Regions from separate parts of the Mus musculus genome. Here region 2 is linked to region 1. The links are chromatin contacts, called in public promoter capture Hi-C maps. All regions are on one chromosome and are shown on one strand. The core of a region is the stretch at or near the end of the contact, and the rest is flanking DNA. Distances in the headings are between cores, read along the strand shown. Region 1 holds the start of Zfp143 (zinc finger protein 143). Region 2 holds the start of Rps15a (ribosomal protein S15A).

Evidence for each region. Promoter capture Hi-C pulls out the DNA fragments that hold promoters and counts their contacts.
Region 2: a promoter capture Hi-C map of pre-B cells shows a contact between it and region 1, with 5 times the contacts expected there. The contact joins the promoter of Rps15a here to the promoter of Zfp143 in region 1. A contact is called at or near these places in 3 of 39 promoter capture datasets (cranial neural crest, maxillary cranial neural crest and pre-B cells).

The regions. Positions count from the first base shown.
Region 1 is chr7:110,060,313-110,063,398 of GRCm38.p6, reverse strand. Zfp143 (zinc finger protein 143) reads right to left here and starts at 1,688. Exons shown (of 16, transcript NM_001374618.1): 1 at 1,624-1,688.
Region 2 is chr7:118,114,465-118,117,550 of GRCm38.p6, reverse strand. It overlaps Rps15a (ribosomal protein S15A), which reads left to right and starts at 1,404. Exons shown (of 5, transcript NM_170669.2): 1 at 1,404-1,415; 2 at 2,305-2,442; 3 at 2,687-2,766. The coding sequence starts at 2,310.

The DNA.
Region 1 (3,086 bases), core at 439-2,938:
ATCTGTAGATTCACCTGCCTCCAGAGTGCTGGGATTATAAAGGCATGTACTAGCTCTATAGGCTTATTTTTCCCATTCCTGAGACAACCTCCAGTGTGACTGACTGCTGGCCTCCAATTAAGTACACAGCCAAAAATGACTCTGAACTGATCTTCCTGTCTCTACTCCCAAGTATGTATAGGTATACATTAGCATGGTGAGTTAATTTGCAGTCTTTAGGCCCGAATTTAAGGCCTTGTACCTGGTAGGTAAGCATTCCCCCACTCGCTATATCCTCAACCTGCTCTTCTCGTAGGATAGGGCCTTACTCCTAGGTAACTCAGGTTGGCCATAAACTCAATCTGTAGTGGAGGCAGGCCTTGAATTTGAAATTTCTCCTATTTTTGCCTTGATAGCTTAGATTTCAAAGTTGAACTACCAGACTTAGTTTGGACTATTTTAGGTGAATTTGAACGTGTGTATATTCTATCAAAAAGCTGTTATTAGTATACTTGAGATCAGGAACTCAGTGTGTAGCTAGCTGTAAATCTGTAATAAAGAGTAGTCTTGAAATCCTCTTGCCTCAGACTCCGATTGCTGGAATTATAGACAGAGACACCATGCCCAGATAAAACAAACCAAAATAAACAAAGGGGAAGAGTATTTGTAGAGTCGATTGACTCATCTCCAAATACTCAAAATGTCAGGGTAAGATTTATGCTTATTGTTTTGTGATCTTTACATTTCACAATGAATTTACTATATACTTAGAATGAAGAAAGTGTTAAAATGTTACACAAGTTTTTGCCGAATAGGGCTGAACGCATCTTTCCTAGTAAAATTTAGGACCAAACTGAACACAATCTGAAACGTGCAATTTCTCACATTCCCAACGGAATATGCCAGATGATTTGAATATTTCAAAAGGGAAGGCAGAACTTGATTCTAAACAAACAGATGGGCAGTGGTATTCATTTCTACTTATTGAAACATCGTTTAATGAAAGGGAGAAAGTAAAAAATGAGTGAACGAAAGTCCCATTATAAAACATTCCAAGAGACTATTTTTGAATATTCGATGTTAGGCCTCACAGACTTTTGAAGAAAAAAATTGTGAAAACGAATAAATGTGCCTACGATCAGAATAGGAAGAAACCCGGGGGCGATATGCAGGCGTGTCCCCAGCCGCGGGCCCCGCGCCCCTGCTGGGGCCTGCTGAGAACCGAGGCCCGGAGGCCCAGTCCGACCGGCTTCCACACCGAGCGAGCGCCCAGGGACTCGCTCCGCGCGAAGGTCAGGTCGAGCTGAGCCTCCCGGCTCCCGAGAGCTCCACCCTCCCCTCCTGCTCTCCCTCCCCTCAGCGGCCCCCTAAGGGGACAGGCGGGGCGCTGGGTGAAGGGGGGTGGGGTGGCGTCCTCAGAGGGAAAGGCTCCGCCGCCCTAGAGTGGCGGCCTCGGGTTATTAATAAACTCCGATTCTGCCCGGGCTGCGCTACGAAGGCGGCCGTAGGATCGGCCAGGCCTGAGGACCAGCATAAGCAGCTGGAGGGAGAGCCGGGGCCCGAGTGGGCCCGCGCCGCCGCACTGAGGGCGGCGGCCGGGCGGAGAATAATGCACACTGGGTAAAAACACATTTATATACGAACCTCCGAGAAAATTTTCCAACAATTCCTTCGTCCGACCACCATGCACCAGGACAGGAAACAGCCGCCCGGCCCCCAAGCCCCGCAACCCGCATAGCAATTCTGAGTCCCGCCCCTACCCTCCATTGGGCTGTCTTTACGTCACTCACTGGAAGACTCTTGCTCTCGATTGGTCTAGATTTAGCTGACGGGCAGGAAACCGCCACTAACTACGCCCACCTCACCTGCGTCATTGTTGCCTGACCTTCCTACCCGCTCATGAGTGGCTGGCGCCAGGTACGGAATCAAAGCTTCTGTGCCTGACTGGATGGCGAAACTGCTCATCGCGGACCACTCCGCCCCACGGACGAGTGAATTATGCCGATTCTGGGGCCCCAGCGGGAGGCGCCATTTTGTAGCAAGGGAGGGAGGTTCGTCCTTTTGATTGCCCGGGAGGGAAATAGGGTGATGGGCGCCATTTTCCCTACAGGGCTAATGTGGAACCCATGGAGCTCCCGGTGGCCCTGCCGGAGCGTGTATCGGAGGCCGGATGGGCCTTGCCTTTCTATTGCCGAGTGTTATTTCATTGGAAGGTTAGAGGAAGGCAGGAGGGCGGCCCGAACCTCCCACGCGCTCCCTAGGGGCTCTCGGAGTCGGCCGAGGCCTTCGCTTTGGGTCTCTGTGCCTAGCGCAGCTGATGCCGGAGACTGGGTTCGGAACCTGCCTGCCCTTCCCCAATCTCCGGGCATGACCATGCCATGGGAGGTTGAGCTTTCTGCTTCTGCGGAGATCCCGGCGGAGCCGAGCTTCCGCTGGGAGGCAAAGCGAATGCTCTTAGTGTGTCCGTGGACTTGTGGTCGCTCGGGTCCTTTGCATGCGCTTTCCCTGTTTTGTGAAACTGAAGGATGAAGAAAGCATCTGTTGGGCTCTTTAACCTATTGAGACATTAGTTGTGGCATGTGGTACGTTTTTTTTTTTTTTTAATCCTCTCGGCCCAACCCTTAAGCCATTTCCAATACAAGGCATTTCAGATAAGAGTGCAGTAGCCGCAGTACCAGGTGTATATTCCAATAAGATGAGGAGGTTGACCAGCATTAGCCGTCAGTCACTTGCATTTCAGGTGATGTCATTGATGAAGTCGAAAAATAGCCGGGAGAAACTTGAGTTTGTAACTAAATCTAGTCGGAACCTACAGTATTACCTTCTCTTGCCCTCACCCCATCTGAGACTTTAGTTTGCAGTATAGTTCAGTAGGCTATGAATTTAACCGGAGAGTATATCCCTAAGTGCTAAGAGTAGGCTGTATAGCCTATGCCACATAAGGCCCAATAAATCACAATTTTAAAATATTAATCTAACCAGGGCATAGTTACATAATCGGTACTCAAATGTCATTTGAAGGATCTCAGGACTTAGAATATACATCCTTTTATGGTTTTTGAGAGTGTGGCTGTCTGGCCTTGTATTTGCTATGTAGAGGGCAATTG
Region 2 (3,086 bases), core at 155-2,654, 8.1 Mb before region 1:
TTAACGTGTCTAACCAGAGTTAGACACTTCATCCTAACAAGAGGTTTTTTCCCCCTTTACCCTCATAAACTGTCGTTTGCTCAAGGGCCACACCTGTCTCCTCTCTATGCAGAGGCAGTTCTTTGTTCCCAGGACTTACATCCTTTCCCTCCCTCTCCCTTGTTCCCCTCTCCCTCACCTTCTATCTCCTGTCTTTGTCTCTCATTCCCTGTCCTTTGTTCCTCTGGGGGAAATAAATCTTGTGCCAAACACTGCTGAGCACTGCCACATTTGTGTGGTCTCTCAAAAGCTCCTCTGAGTGGTTCTATCATCCCTGTTTTAGAGATGGAGAAACTGATTTGTCCATTCAGTTTTTTCTTCAACTATATGTCGAGGACCTACTATGTGGCAGATGCTTCTCCAGACTTAGTGTGAACAGCAATGAACGAAGCTTCCCGAACCTCTGTAGGCTTGAAGCTTAATGGTCCAGGCTAGGAGTCAACAGATTCACTTGAGGTGTAACCCCAGTTACAGAAGTGAGGCAGACAGATCACAGGGCTGCATAATAGGAGGAGGAGGAGGAGGAGGAGGAGGAGGAGGAGGAGGAGGAGGAGGAGGAGGAGGAGGAGTGTAACCCCAGTTACAAAAGTGAAGCAGACAGATCACAGGGCTGCATAATAAGAGGAGGAGGAGGAAGAAAAGTGGACCTTAAGCCGGGCATGGTGGCACACGCCTTGAATCCCAGCACTCAGGAGGCAGAGGCAAGCGGATTTTTGAGTTCGAGGCCAGCCTGGTCTACAGTGAGTTCCAGGACAGCCAGGGCTATACAGAGAAACCCTGTCTCGAAAAACAAAAAAACAAACAAAAAAAAAAAAAAAAAAAAAAAAGAGAGAGAGAGCGAGAGAAGCGGACCATGGCAGTAATCCCTGTTACTAGTCAAGATTTTCATGACTCCGGGGACAGCATTGGGCCACTACTGGTCTCCAAAAGCCAAATTCAAGCCAAACCAACCAAAACAATAATAACAAAAGCCAAGTGCTGTGATGTTTAATCTCAGCACTGGGAGGCAGAGGCAGGTGGAGGCTAGAAGTCAGCTTGGTCTTCATAGTTCCAGCCCAGCCGAAGCTACCTAGTGAGTTTCATTGTGGCAAACAAAACTAAACGCAAGAACCCGCAGTGGCGTTAATGCCAAAACCCTAGAGGCTGAGGCAGGACTGCCGCGAGTTTCAGAGCGACTAGCAGCCCACCATTTCTAGTTTCATCTGCCCCTCCCAGAGGAGGCCCCGCCCTCGCATTGGTTGTCCTATAAGAAATCACAGGGTTTTGGGTTTTTTTTTTTTAAGTGTGTGACCATGAAGTCTCGCGATAGCGCTTCCGCTTCCCATAATTCCGTGCGTTTGCCCGGCCCACTCTCTTTCTGCCATCTTCCCTCGCCGGTGAGTGAGTGTTTGTGAAACTCCGTGTTCATCCGTGTGGTATCTGTGCCATCCCTTTACCCCGTGTTCGCTTTCGGAGTCCCGTGGGCCTATAGATCCCTGCAGGGGCCGTAGTCTCCGTCTGCCGGGGTCGGGGGCTATGGGTAGCCCTTTGCGGGAGCCGGCCCACTGCAACAGGCCGGGCTCGGCTCGGGCCGGCGGGGACGGTGGCCCGCGTGGGCCCTGCAGCCTCCGGTGTCTGCGGGAGCTCTGGAGTCCCGAGTGTCCCACGCGGCCGTGGCCAGGGTTGGCGCGGGGAGTTAGGCTCAGCCACTCACTGCCGAGTTAGGGAACCACGTCGTGGTTTACTCTTGGCGCGTAAAATACGCCTTGGCAGCGTCCTGAGGAGCCGTGGAGGTAGCCTATGGGTTGTGGCCGTTCAGTAGGCTGGCTGGGCTCCCTGTCACGTACTGCCTCTTCTCCCGAAAGGGGGTGTGTGTGTGTGTCTGTGTGTTAAATGGTTACCTGTAAATGAGTTAAGTCGCGTTAACCTCTTGACACACTGCTGGCTTTGAAAATCTTGGCAGACGGTGCCAGAACTTTTTCCTAATGACAGTTCCCGCACCCCCACTTTCAGTTTGGCTAGCTGGTCGGTCCCACCATTTCGAAGGCTATCTTCTGTGTGGTGAGGCTCGGCTTGTGTCATTCTCTCCCCAGCTATTTTGTGTGGTGGGTGGTATGAATAGGAGTGTCTTGGAGGGCTAGACTCTGAAGAACAGTGCTGAACAGTCGGGAAATTGTAGTGAATTTTTCCTGGTTCTTGGGAATGTTGCTTAGACCTAGGAAAAGCTAATGGGGGTAGGACAGCATGATTGGGTGTTGATGCAAACCCCGGCTTTTCTTTCCACAGCCACCATGGTGCGAATGAATGTTCTGGCGGATGCTCTCAAGAGCATCAACAACGCTGAGAAGAGAGGCAAACGCCAGGTCCTCATCAGGCCATGTTCTAAAGTCATCGTTCGGTTCTTAACCGTGATGATGAAGCACGGTGAGTATTGGTGTCTTGGGTTTTTGACAGTGCTGGATCTGGGAGGGAAAGACAGTAACCGTTCAAGAAAAGAATGGGTGTGTTGATGCTAACTCCCAAAAATTTTTATGTGATACGGAGCTTTCAGAATTCTGATGCAGAGACTCAGATGAGAGAAAAATCTAATAGGCAAAAAGTTAGTGTTGGCGTAAAGGTTTAGGTCTCAAATTGATGTCTGGTTTGACGCTGGTCACTTGTTTTATAGGATACATTGGTGAATTTGAGATCATTGATGATCACAGAGCTGGGAAGATTGTTGTGAACCTCACAGGAAGGTTGAACAAGGTAAGACATCTTGCTTCTCAAATTGCAGCTGTCTGCCACTTCACAGTGTTGTCATTCTTGCTCTACTTCCCTGATTTAAGGAATTGGCTAAGGCTATGCTTCTGTTTTAGTACCCACATTTCACTTGGTGTCTTTGGTTACTTGTTCAAATTATTGGTTAGTTTTGTGTGGGATAGAGCTAAACTCTGGTAACGCTGGAGTGGGAAACTGCTGATTTCAGTAGCTTAAACTATGGCTCAGTGTATGAATAACTCAGTCTTGTACTGGTGGTGTGTGTGGCCTGTTTATTTTCAAGATGGAAGTCTCAACACATAGAGAGG